Regions from separate parts of the Mus musculus genome. Here region 2 is linked to region 1. A link is a contact called in public HiChIP or PLAC-seq data. All regions are on one chromosome and are shown on one strand. Each heading gives the region's core, a stretch centred on a gene start, on an enhancer-like site or on the middle of the called end of the contact. The rest is flanking DNA. Distances are from core to core; before and after follow the strand shown.

Region 1 (5,510 bases), core at 720-3,219:
ACCTGCACAGGCTGCAGTCACACATATACAATACTTAAAGAAACTGGAGTTAGTGATGGTCATTAGCTGTCCTGTGGGTGCCAGGATTTGAACCAAGGTTCTTTGAGAGAATAGCTTTTAAGAGCTTTCTTAACTGCCAGACTATCTCTTCACTTCCTTAGCTTGGTTTCTTGCAGAACCCAGGACTACCAAGAGGTGGCACCACCCACGGTGGGCTGGGCCTTCCCACATCAATCATTAGTTACTAAAGTGCCCCTGAACTTACCTACAGGCCAGTGTAATGAAGGCATTTTCTCAAGTGAGGTTCCCTCTTTCCAGATGACCCTAGCTTGTGTCAACTTGACTAAGTAAGAAATAAAACCGATAAGCACAAATATTCATTTGCTTTAAGGAATTTTGTTTTGTTTTGTTTTTTAATTTTTTTTTTCCGAGACAGGGTTTCTCTGTGTAGCCCTGGCTGTCATGGAACTCACTCTGTAGACCAGGCTGGCCTCGAACTCAGAAATTCACCTGCCTCCCAAGTGCTGGGATTAAAGGCATGCGGCACCATTGCCCGGCTTATTTTATTTTATTTTATTTGCCGTTGCTTTTTTGATCATATTAATTTCACACTCCTTTTCCAGCTCCTCCCAGATCTACCCTTTACTCCTTCTCTACTTCATGTCCTCTTATTATTCTGAAACCCACCAGATCCAGTTTAGGCTATGGATAGACACCAGTACCAGGGGCCACACCCTGAAAGAAACCTGATTCTTCCTTCCTCAGCAGCTATTGAAAGTCAATAACTCCTCAGGTATGGGTAGGAGCTTGTGAGCCCTTCCTCCCTCCTCTCAGACCTTTAAAAATGTTTTTATTTTGAGGAAGGGTCTCCTTAAGTTACCCAGGCTGACCTTGAACTAACTTTGTAACACTGGCGGGCCTCGAACTCATACTCCTCATGTCTCTGACTCTCAACTATCTGGGGAATCTGGAATTAAAAGCCTGCACCACCAGGTTGTGATATTATGTTCTAGAAAATAATTTCATAACAACCCTACAAGATAAGCAAAACAAAATATTCCCCCATTCTGGGGGTGAAGAAAGGAAGGATTAGTGGTATGACCAGCTAGGTCCTGGAACCGTGGCTAGAGACAGCAACGAAAAGAGAAGAAAGACCTGCAGATGCATATGCAATAATGCTGGGATCAGGGTTTCTCTTACAGCTACTTCCTCTTAGAACCTCGGTGTGTTTATTGGTTACAGCACAGTGTGGGTGGGGATTGGCTGGTCTCTGTAGGAGATCTCTGGGGATTGGCTGGTCTCTGCAGAAGGTCTCTGGGGATTGGCTGGTCTCAGCAGGCCATCTCTGTACACAAGCCATCTCAGGCTGCAAACACTCCTGAGGAGGAAGCTGCAGTTCTAGTCTGCACACACTGATCCATCATTCATAAACACTCAGACTCTGATCCTAGAGAAAAGCCTCCTCATTTCTCTTGAGTCAGGCCCAAACTGCTTTGCGAATCTCCCAAAGGCCAATTGGTCTTTGAGTCCTCGACAGGCCATGCCCGTGTCAAAATACACATGCACGCAAGGCCTCACTCACTCAGGGGCTCCTCTGCTCCCTACAGGTTAGAGAGGTTGGGCAATTTGTTATCACAGAGATAAGTGGGAAACCAGGGTTTCAGTGAGGATCTTGTAACTAGAGTTCAATTCTTCATGCACTCTCGAGGTCCACCATGACTTTGAAATAAGATAACTATGAATCTTCCAGGAAAAACAACCTAATTTGCTTTCATGCATAATCTCCGTGGACTCTAGAGGTGAAACCCCCTCTGTTGCTCCTGTGAGCATTTGCAAATGGGACCTGATTGCCAGCTCTTTGGAGGTCCAGACATGTGTTTCCTCTTCCGTTCCGTCTCCTCCAGCACATACCACAGAGTCCCGTACCTCACAGGGCTGTTGCATTTCCAAGACGTGGAACAGCAAAGCAGGAATGTGAAATACAAACAGGCATTCCTACGGGCCTGCTCGCAGAGATCTAACAGGGGCTTACATCACTGCCAGCCGCTGCTTGGTGCACCGGTGTACGCTGTGCATAAAAGGAACACCAGCCACCCAGATCTCTGTTTCTCAGTCCCCTCTGTCATGTCTCTCTGTCTCTCTCTTCCTCTCTCATCTCTTGCCTTCCCCACCCCACCCCTGCCTGCCTGTCTGCCTCTGTCCTTCATGTCCCCACTCCTAGATAGCCCTTTGCTCTCCCATCCCCCAATAAACCTCCTACACTAGATCGAATACAAGCGACTCTAATACAGGTCTTTAGCCCACTTTCGCCTTGCTCTCCCTCCATCATGTTTCCCAAGTGCGTACTTTCCCAGACTGGGTGGAGAAGGGAAAAGATTCCAGGATACTGGTAAGCACGGCCACTCCTAACAAATAGGATCCCATCCTATGCCCTAGGGGCTGACTCAATAGCCTCCTTTGGCTAGAGATTTGGTTACATCCCACTCTTAGGAAGAATGTGAGCCCCAGCCTAGGGAGGTCCCGGTCTCTCCTGCTTTGTAGTCTCCTGAGTCTACTGTGAGGAGAAAAGAAGGGTTACAGAATGCAGGCATCAGCAAGACCAGGAGATCACACGTTGTTGTAACACCCTCATGAACAGGTTGAGGGAGCTGCAGGTTATGATACATAGTTACAGACACCCTGGAAGGCAGTGAAAGAATTTGTATTAGAATGTAGAAGCCCTAGCTGAACACCATATTTCTTACTTGACCCTGGTCCTTAGTTGCCTAAGGTTTCCAAGGTGGGCAAGTCTGGACAGCCAAGCGACAAATGCGTGATGCCTCCTTCTGAAGCAGCTGCTCTTGAGATCACCTCTTCCCGTTGCAGGCAGCCCTAGGGACTGTCCCTTCCTCTCAGCAGCTGGCTAAGTTGCTAGCTAACAACACCCTTCAGCTGCTAAAATCAGTTCCTGATCTTAGCCTTATGAGAGACAGCTCCAGGCAAGTCCTCCTGGAGAGGGCAGCATGTCCCCATCAGGTGTAAGGTAGAAATGGACCTTCTTATCTGAAGATGTCATACCTCCCTCAGAAGCAATCAGCAGAAGCCTTTGCCACACTTTTAGCTCACCACTCCGAAGACACTTGCCACTTGCGCTCAACCTGTCAATCAAATCAGTTCAAATGCATGCACACCTAGAGAGCGACCCTTGGAAAGGGCAATGTGGCAGGGAGCTGTGGACAAAAACAGGCTTGGATTTTTGCCTTCAAAAAAACCCCAAGCTTATCGGGGTAGGCCAGGAAAAACTGCCCTCGTGATGACTACCACAGTGCAGAAGTGTGAGTAAATGACTATTCGCACAGTTTCAAGGGAAGGTCCCGAGGACAACCCGTAACCAGAAGAGAAGATTGGAGCTGAGCACCCTGGGAAACTTGTGCAAGAGGAAGAATTTGTTGAGGACTGTTTTTGAAAAGCTCAGAGAGAAAGCCAGAGTATTTCAGAAGTTAGAATCTGGGAAAAGGCACAGCGCTGGAAACATCTAAGCCAATGGGAAGGCAGCGGTGAGAACAGAGGCAGGTGGCTCTTGGCGGTTCTCCACTCTAATCTCAAATCCTAGCATTTAGTTGACTCTTTCAACTCAAAGTATTACTATTGTTGTCCTCCCCTTGTTGAGGACACTGCGGTACAGGGAAGTTTGAAAAACTTATTGGAGAGCCAGACATGGAGGCACAGTTTTAATTCCTGCACTTGGGTGGCAGAGGCAGGTGGATCTCTGTGAGTTCAAGGCCAGCCTCTACATAGTGAGCTCCAAGCCAATCAGGGATACAGAGGGAGACCCTGTCTCCAAGAAAGGAGGAGGAAGAGGTAGAGGAGGAGGAAGAGGAGGAGGAGTAGGGGGGAAGGGAAGAAGGGAGGGAAGGCGGGAGGGAGGGAGGGGAGGAGGGAGAGTGGAAAAGAAAAAAGAAAAACAAAAAAATGTAAAGAAAAGAAAGAAAGCTGAAGACACAGCCCATGTTGCCTTGGACTCTCTCACCCTGAGAAGTGAAGATGACTTGTTAGAGACCTGTTGGGTGCAAATTGTTAAGCATCTTGAACACTGTTCATAAAGTTGGACTTGATTTGCTGGGCACTAGAGGACTCATCAAGGATTCCCAAGCATGGAGGTAGAATCTTGATTAAATTTCAATGTACACAGGGAGAAGAATCTGAAAGACACATTCACAGAGAAGAGAACACAGAGAAATGTATGAGCACATAATATATATATAACATATAATACAGATCGCCTTGCTTTGAACTGCAAAGGAATCAGGTGTTTGGTTGGTGGTAGAGTGGAAGCTACTGAGAGAGGTAAGAGGTCCCTGATGGGACTCAGGCAGGGGCTTTAGCAGCAGGGCAGGGCCAGGCTTAGAGAATGCTGTATATGCAAAGACAGGAGGTGAATGGGAGCGGAGAGAGTAGAGAGGCCATGCTAGAAGCCATACAATGGTGAAACCATGATGTGTAATTCAGTAATGTCTCAAGCAGGACGAAATCTAAGCTTCTGGAAGAAAAAAAATTATTGCTTTGACTACTTGGTAATTGTAGATAATGTCTTTTTATTTCTTACCCTCTTTCTGTGTGCTAAAATGGAAATATCTCTTTTGTTTTTCACGACCCAAATGCTTTTCTCTTCTCACTGCGATTCAATCTCGCTGATACATCCCATCAAGGACTATAAAAGATGGGTTTGTTCTTTCCACAGTTACCCACTGTATAGGAGCCTCCACCATAATGAACATGGGGCAGATGAAGTAATAAGACCTCTCAAAGAGTCATAATTGAAATAAGAGCTTAAAAAAAATCATTTCCAGGTGCTTGCTGCATGTACAAAGAATCCCACTAAACCCAGTGGAGCAAGAAAGGTGAAGTAATTCCAATACCAAGTAGCGATTAGATAGTTGTCTTCGATGGGCATTTGAGAGCAGAATGACAAGAGGCAAGGCATTCTCCCATTCAGATGGCTTACAGGGAGTATCGGGTTTGTGCGAATGCTATTTGGCTTTGGAGTCACAAAGCATGGATTGTAGGGCTGAGCTCAGTCTGGATTCCAAGCAGAACCCAGAGCAATGGGCTTACTCTTGTAAGAGTATTTGGTATTCCGTATAAACATCACCTGAGTTTATAGCCACACTTCCCTTGGCCTGCTGTAGGAAGTAGCCTCAGATCTGAGTTCCAAATAGCTGTTTAATGTCCACCCCTAGGAAATCAAGAGATAACTGGTGTGTGGGTGGGTGAGGGATGCTCCTAGCAACGTTCCAATCTGGTTGTAAACCATAATTTTGTTGGACTAATGACTTGATCAGCTGTGCCAAAATAATGTAAGAAACTAAGATGTTGCTGAGCAGACATGTCCTATCCAGGTTCATGCTTGGTGTTGATAAGCTGAGGCTATTGCCTGTGTTCTCGGTTGCAACGTGAGCAGCTTGAATTCATGCCTTACACTGAGTCATTCTTTAATGGGGCTACGAACTAGGAAGTTTGGGTCTCAGTTC
Region 2 (5,399 bases), core at 806-3,305, 790 kb after region 1:
ATATTTTTTACTTTTCTGAATCATTTGCATTCCTGCCTTTGTTCATAACATATACTCACCTTTCTCCACTAAAAGTGACCAAAACCTGGGTTAACTGAGTCATCTGAGAGATGAAGAGCCAGTCTTTTATTTTTAAAGATTTACTTTGTTTTTAACTATGTATATGTGTGTGCTCAGATGCTCACAGCAGTCAGAAGAAAGTATTGGATTCCCCAGGAACTAGAGTTAAAGGCACTTGCGAGTCACCCAATATGAGTGCTTGTGTGTTCTGCAAGAGTGAGTTAGGAGTATGTGCTTAACTGCTGAGCCATCTCTTTAGTCCCAAAGGGCTAATCTTTAGATGGTTCAGTCTTGCAAGACCTTCAAAGTAAGCCGGGCGTGGTAGAATATGCCTTTAATCCCAGTCCTCGGGAGGCAGAGGCAGGCGAATTTCTGAGTTCGAGGCCAGCCTGGTCTACAAAGTGAGTTCCAGGACAGCCAGGGCTATACAGAGAAACCCTGTCTCAACCCCCCCCCCCAAAAAAAAGACCTTCAAAGTAGTTCCTCTAACTCGTTATCTTGTAGCAGGGCTAGGGGAGAAAGCTGAGGCTGCTGTAAGCTCAGTCAGATAGGAAAAGGTGGCTCTTACTGAACTAACCATTTCTTAGAAAAAAAACAAACATGAGTTGTGACTGAGAGCGTTAGGCCTGCAGATTTGTTACTCCAGGTTAAAAAGCCCATGATGTCTGGTTAGAAGAAACAAAATAAAATTTTTATGTTGACTATCCAAGTAGTAGTTTGATTGCGTGGCATTAAGGTAATAAGTAGAAAATAATAATGCCAACTATAAATAGGTCAGGAACACATGCAACTTTATTTAAGAACAAGGCCCATTTTAAATTTCCCCTTTGTTTTAGTTTTGGGTTTTGAGATAGGGTCTCACTATGTAGCCTTGGCTGGCTTGGAGTCTAGCCTCAAACTCAGAGAGATTTCACTACCAAGGAATTGTTGTTGTTGTTGTTGTTTACAATGACTTCCTCTGCAACCAAATTCAGGGTTTTCCCTTTTCTGGTAACTATACTCCGTATTCTTCCCTCATTTCTCCCATTTCTCCCAGTATCCCTGGGCATTTTCAGAAGGTTTCCTTGACAGCCTGATTTAAATGAGAGCGTCTTCCTAAATATATCCTGTGTGTCAGGCTCCGTGCTAAGTGGTGTCTTTCCATCCCTTCATCTCTGGAATGCATGGGTTATTAACCTGCCTACAAACCAAGACTAAAAAGCAAGGGAGTGGCCCACAGTCACAGGGCAAATCTCTGTTTAAGAGCTGCTCTTGATAGTCACTGACCCCTGCTCATACAAGCTCGGTGGCACTCAGACTTCCAAAACGAAAGCTCAGGGTATGGACTGGAGTAGAGGAACTGACTGCCACAGGAGAGGGGAGGAGCTAAATTCCTAAAGTCTAAGCATGAGAAGCAAGTGGCAGGAGGTATCCACACTTGACTCTAAGTCTACTTTAGCATCTTGCTGGAGGTCAAATATACAAATGAAATCAACTCCAGGAAGCCTCCTTGTCTCTTTAAAATGCCAGAGTAGCAAGGAATTAATAAAATGTAGTGGTTGTGATTACAGATTAAATACTGTATATTTGATCTGAGTACAAGCCTTTTTTTTTTTTTTTTTTTTTTTTAGAAAATGAGGATTGTAGAGGTTGGGAGGTCCCTTGGGTAGGTCATGGAAAACAAGGCTTTGGAATTTTAGCTACTAAGACATTAGAGGGCCAGACTCGGGAAGTGACTTAGTTGTGTGGTCCTAATGCTAGCTAAGGCAGAAGCTGAGTACCTTCTGATGTCCTTCGCATCTATGACTTTGCACAAATACAACAAATCTTTGGCCGCATGCCCTAACACCACCAGTATCCCTAACAGCAACCGCACAACAGCACAAGGCAGTAAGCAGTCACCAGAGTGCCTGGAATCCTGCCTACCTAGGCATTTTTCTTAAAGATGAAGGCCACTAGAACACAAGGCAGGAAGCTGTGCAAGTCCCGCGCGGTGGAGGCGGCAGCAGCGGCGGCTGCTCTGGTCCCGGAGATGGTGGAGCAGAGGGGCCTCCCGCAGCGACGGGGAGAACGTGTTTGCTGGGCAGCCAAAGATCTATGCCTACATGAGTCCTAACAAGTGCTCTGGAATGCGCTCTCCACTTCAGGAAGAGAACTCGGTTGCCCATCACGAGGTCAAATGCCCGGGGAAACCATTAGCTGGAATCTACAGGAAGCGAGAAAAGGAACGCCAGGAACGTTATCCGAAGCGCTGTGAAGTCAGATGAACAGAAGAGCAAAGACACCAGGAGAGGTCCCCTGGCGCCTTTTTCAAACCAAAAATCCGAAGCAGCAGAACCTCCAAAAACTCCACCCCCATCATGTGACTCTACCAATGTAGCAGTCGCTAAGCAAACCCTGAAAAAGCCCCTCAAGGGCAAGCAGGCCCCTCAGAAAAAGTCTCAAGGGAAAACCCAGCAGAATAGAAAATTCACCGATTTCTACCCTGTGCGGAGGAGCTCCTGGAAGAGCAAAGCTGAGCTGCAGTCTGAAGAAAGGAAGAAAATAGACGAGCTGACTGAGAGCGGGAAGGAAGAAGGCATGAAGATCCATCTAATTGATGGCAAAGGCAGGGGCGGGATCGCTACCAAGCTGTTTTCCCGGAGGATACTTTGTGGTAGAATACCATGGGAACCTCATTGAAATTACCGATGCCAAGAAGCGGGAGGCTCTTGTACGCACAGGACCCCTCCACAGGCTGCTACATGTACTATTTTCAGTATCTGAGCAAAACCTACTGCGTGGATGCCACTCAAGAAACGAACTGCCTGGGGAGACTCATCAATCACAGTAAGTGTGGGAACTGCCAGACCAAACTGCACGACATCGACGGCGTGCCTCACCTCATCCTCATCGCCACCCGAGACATCGCAGCTGGGGAGGAGCTCCTGTACGACTATGGGGACCGAAGCAAGGCCTCCATCGAAGCCTACCCCTGGATGAAGCACTAACCACTTGACCTCCCTGCCTCCCTGCCACCCTGCCTCCTTCAAAGGTCAAAGTGCACTCAAAGGGGAATGAATTTTTTTTTACACACACACACACTTACTCTTAGCAGATTACTTCAAATGTTTTTAAAAAGTATATTAAAGATGCCTTTTCATGTAGTATTTAAATATCTGTTACAGGTTTCCAAGGTGGACTTGAACAGATGGCCTTATATTACAAAAAAAAAAAAAAAAAAAAAAAAAAGAAGAAGAAAAGAAAAGAAAGAAAGAAAGAAAGAAAGAAAGGAAGCAAGAAAGAAAGGAAGAAAGAAAGAAAGGGAAAGGGTGGCTTCGAACTCATTATATAGCCTAGGCTGACATCATACTCTTCCTACTGCAGCCTCCAAAGTATACCTGCCTACTGGTGTGGTCCACCACGCGCGGCTAACCTTACTTTTTTAAGAAGCAAGGGGGCATTGAACATGGACTTAGGGTGATGCATGAGTGCTGAGAACTGGAGGTCCAGGAGAGCGTGACCATGTGAGTGGGCGCATGTGGGCTCCTGTCTGTTTCCAGGTTCTCAGGTTGAAGGGTGGCTTCACACTTGTTCCTTACTAAATAAACAGATAGAAGGAGCCCCGGGTGCTCTTCCAGTCATCAGGAGGAAAGAAAGGGAGGGATGAGAGAGAAGGGGAGAGTGAGGATGGGCTCTGGTGTTGGGGACTGTGACTGCAGATACAGTTCTGCCACAGGGTTGCAAGTTCCCCAAATCTATTTATTTACAAGATAAGATTATAGACATCAATGGTTTCACATTTGTGCTATTGTATCTATCTATCTATCTATCTATCTATCTATCTATCTATCTATCTATCTACCATCTATTTACCTATCATCTTTTTTTTTTTTTTTTTTTTTTTTGAGACAGGGGCTCTCTGCAAGGCCGTGGCTGGCCTGAAACTAGCAATGTAAACCAGGCTGGCCTCAGTCATGGAAATCCACCTGCCTCTGCTTCCTCGGTGATGGAACTAAAGGCCTGCACCACTCAGCCTGGCTGGTGATGGAACTAAAGGCCTGCACCACTCAGCCCGGCTATTTTATTTTCTAGCAGACAGGGTCTTCACTCTATTTTCCAGACTGACCCCAAACTTGGAGAGCTCAAGCAACCTTTCTGTCTCAGCTTTCTGTCCTACCACACTCGGTCCTTGACCCTTCTAAATCGGAGTCTAATGTCCTAAGATTGTCATAAAGAGAATGATTTCTAGAAATAACTAGGAGGGACTCGATAAATACTATCAGCCTTCTTTTCTCCTCTTACAATAGCAAGCATTACATCAATATTTCCCACACAAACCCATCTCTCTGTGCTCCTACCCCGTTCAAGGTGGGAGACAACCGGCATGGTCAGTTCAAAGCAGCTCTTTTACCAATGACTTATGGAGTCTTGCAAATGCAATCTCATTTTGCCAGTCTCACTGAACCTTGATCATTTATTTCACATATAACTAAGCACGCAGACCTGTACCCGTGTATAACTGTATGCTTGTTCTACCTCTAGCTGACTTCTCTACCCCCAACATAACTGAGTCTGGAAACCCATCTGCAGACACTAAAAGGATTACCTGCTTTGCTTCCGGGGGTTTCCCAAAGCCTCGCTTCTCTTGGTTGGAAAATGGAAGAGAATTACCTGGCATCAATACGACAATTTCCCAGGATCCTGAATCTGAATTGTACACCATTAGTAGCCAACTAGATTTCAATACGACTCGCAACCACACCATTAAGTGTCTCATTAAATATGGAGATGCTCACGTGTCAGAGGACTTCACCTGGGAAAAACGTAAGCAACATGACGCTGGAAAGTGCCTACTAGACAGGACCTAGAAATCTAACCCCACAGCTCCACTTTAGAATTGAACTTATTGATTTTGATGGAGATTTTTATCATTTTAGACATACAGGATGTGTGATTATGATTTACATCACTGGACAAATGTAATAGTGATCTTACTAGACTACTTTTATTTTATTTTAATAAATATTCTAACTTTTATAGGCAGGCCTAAGAACTGCTAACCATCTGTAGTCATTTTGCAATTTATGTAATGTCTCTTTTTGAAAACACTAAATTTTGCCCTTCTCTCCCCCAACCCCCACTTGGGCATTTTGCTTTAGGTTACCTGCTCCTAATGGTCCCATGGTACCAAAATCATTGGCTTCTTTGGAGTGGATTTTTGGTTTTAGAACTACTGGTTGAATCTGGATGTGGGCAGAGCACTGGCTCAACACATCCAAAGCCCTAGGTTTGATCCCACCTACTGGTTCATCCAAAGCAAAAAAACCAGTAAAGTTATATGATAGAAGTCTTTGAGAACAAGGCCCAGGGTGAAAAAA

What was found. HiChIP or PLAC-seq counts read pairs in DNA pulled down with a chosen protein or histone mark.
Region 2: a contact with region 1 is called in an H3K4me3 HiChIP or PLAC-seq map of craniofacial prominence, with 4 times the contacts expected there. The contact joins two enhancer-like sites. A contact is called at or near these places in 1 of 15 datasets of contacts at CTCF or cohesin (large pre-B cells), 1 of 484 Hi-C or Micro-C datasets (embryonic stem cells), 4 of 115 datasets of contacts at active chromatin or transcription factors (astrocytes, craniofacial prominence, forebrain and 1 more) and 1 of 9 other capture datasets (embryonic stem cells).

The regions. Positions count from the first base shown.
Region 1 is chr16:37,688,197-37,693,706 of GRCm38.p6, forward strand. No RefSeq gene overlaps it. Among named protein-coding and RNA genes, the nearest start is that of Gm35833, 10 kb to the left of the region's middle. Within about 2 kb of position 1,970, at least 86 of the 459 cell types and tissues checked have an H3K27ac peak or open chromatin away from gene starts, as enhancers often do. A contact at or near this core is called in craniofacial prominence, where this site is marked.
Region 2 is chr16:38,474,501-38,479,899 of GRCm38.p6, forward strand. It overlaps Cd80 (CD80 antigen), which reads left to right. Exons shown (of 5, transcript NM_009855.2): 3 at 4,564-4,845. Gm41453 (a long non-coding RNA gene) reads right to left here. Exons shown (of 3, transcript XR_876066.2): 3 at 4,974-5,399. It also overlaps the pseudogene Gm8590. Among named protein-coding and RNA genes, the nearest start is that of Gm41453, 5.7 kb to the right of the region's middle. Within about 2 kb of position 2,056, at least 135 of the 459 cell types and tissues checked have an H3K27ac peak or open chromatin away from gene starts, as enhancers often do. A contact at or near this core is called in craniofacial prominence, where this site is marked.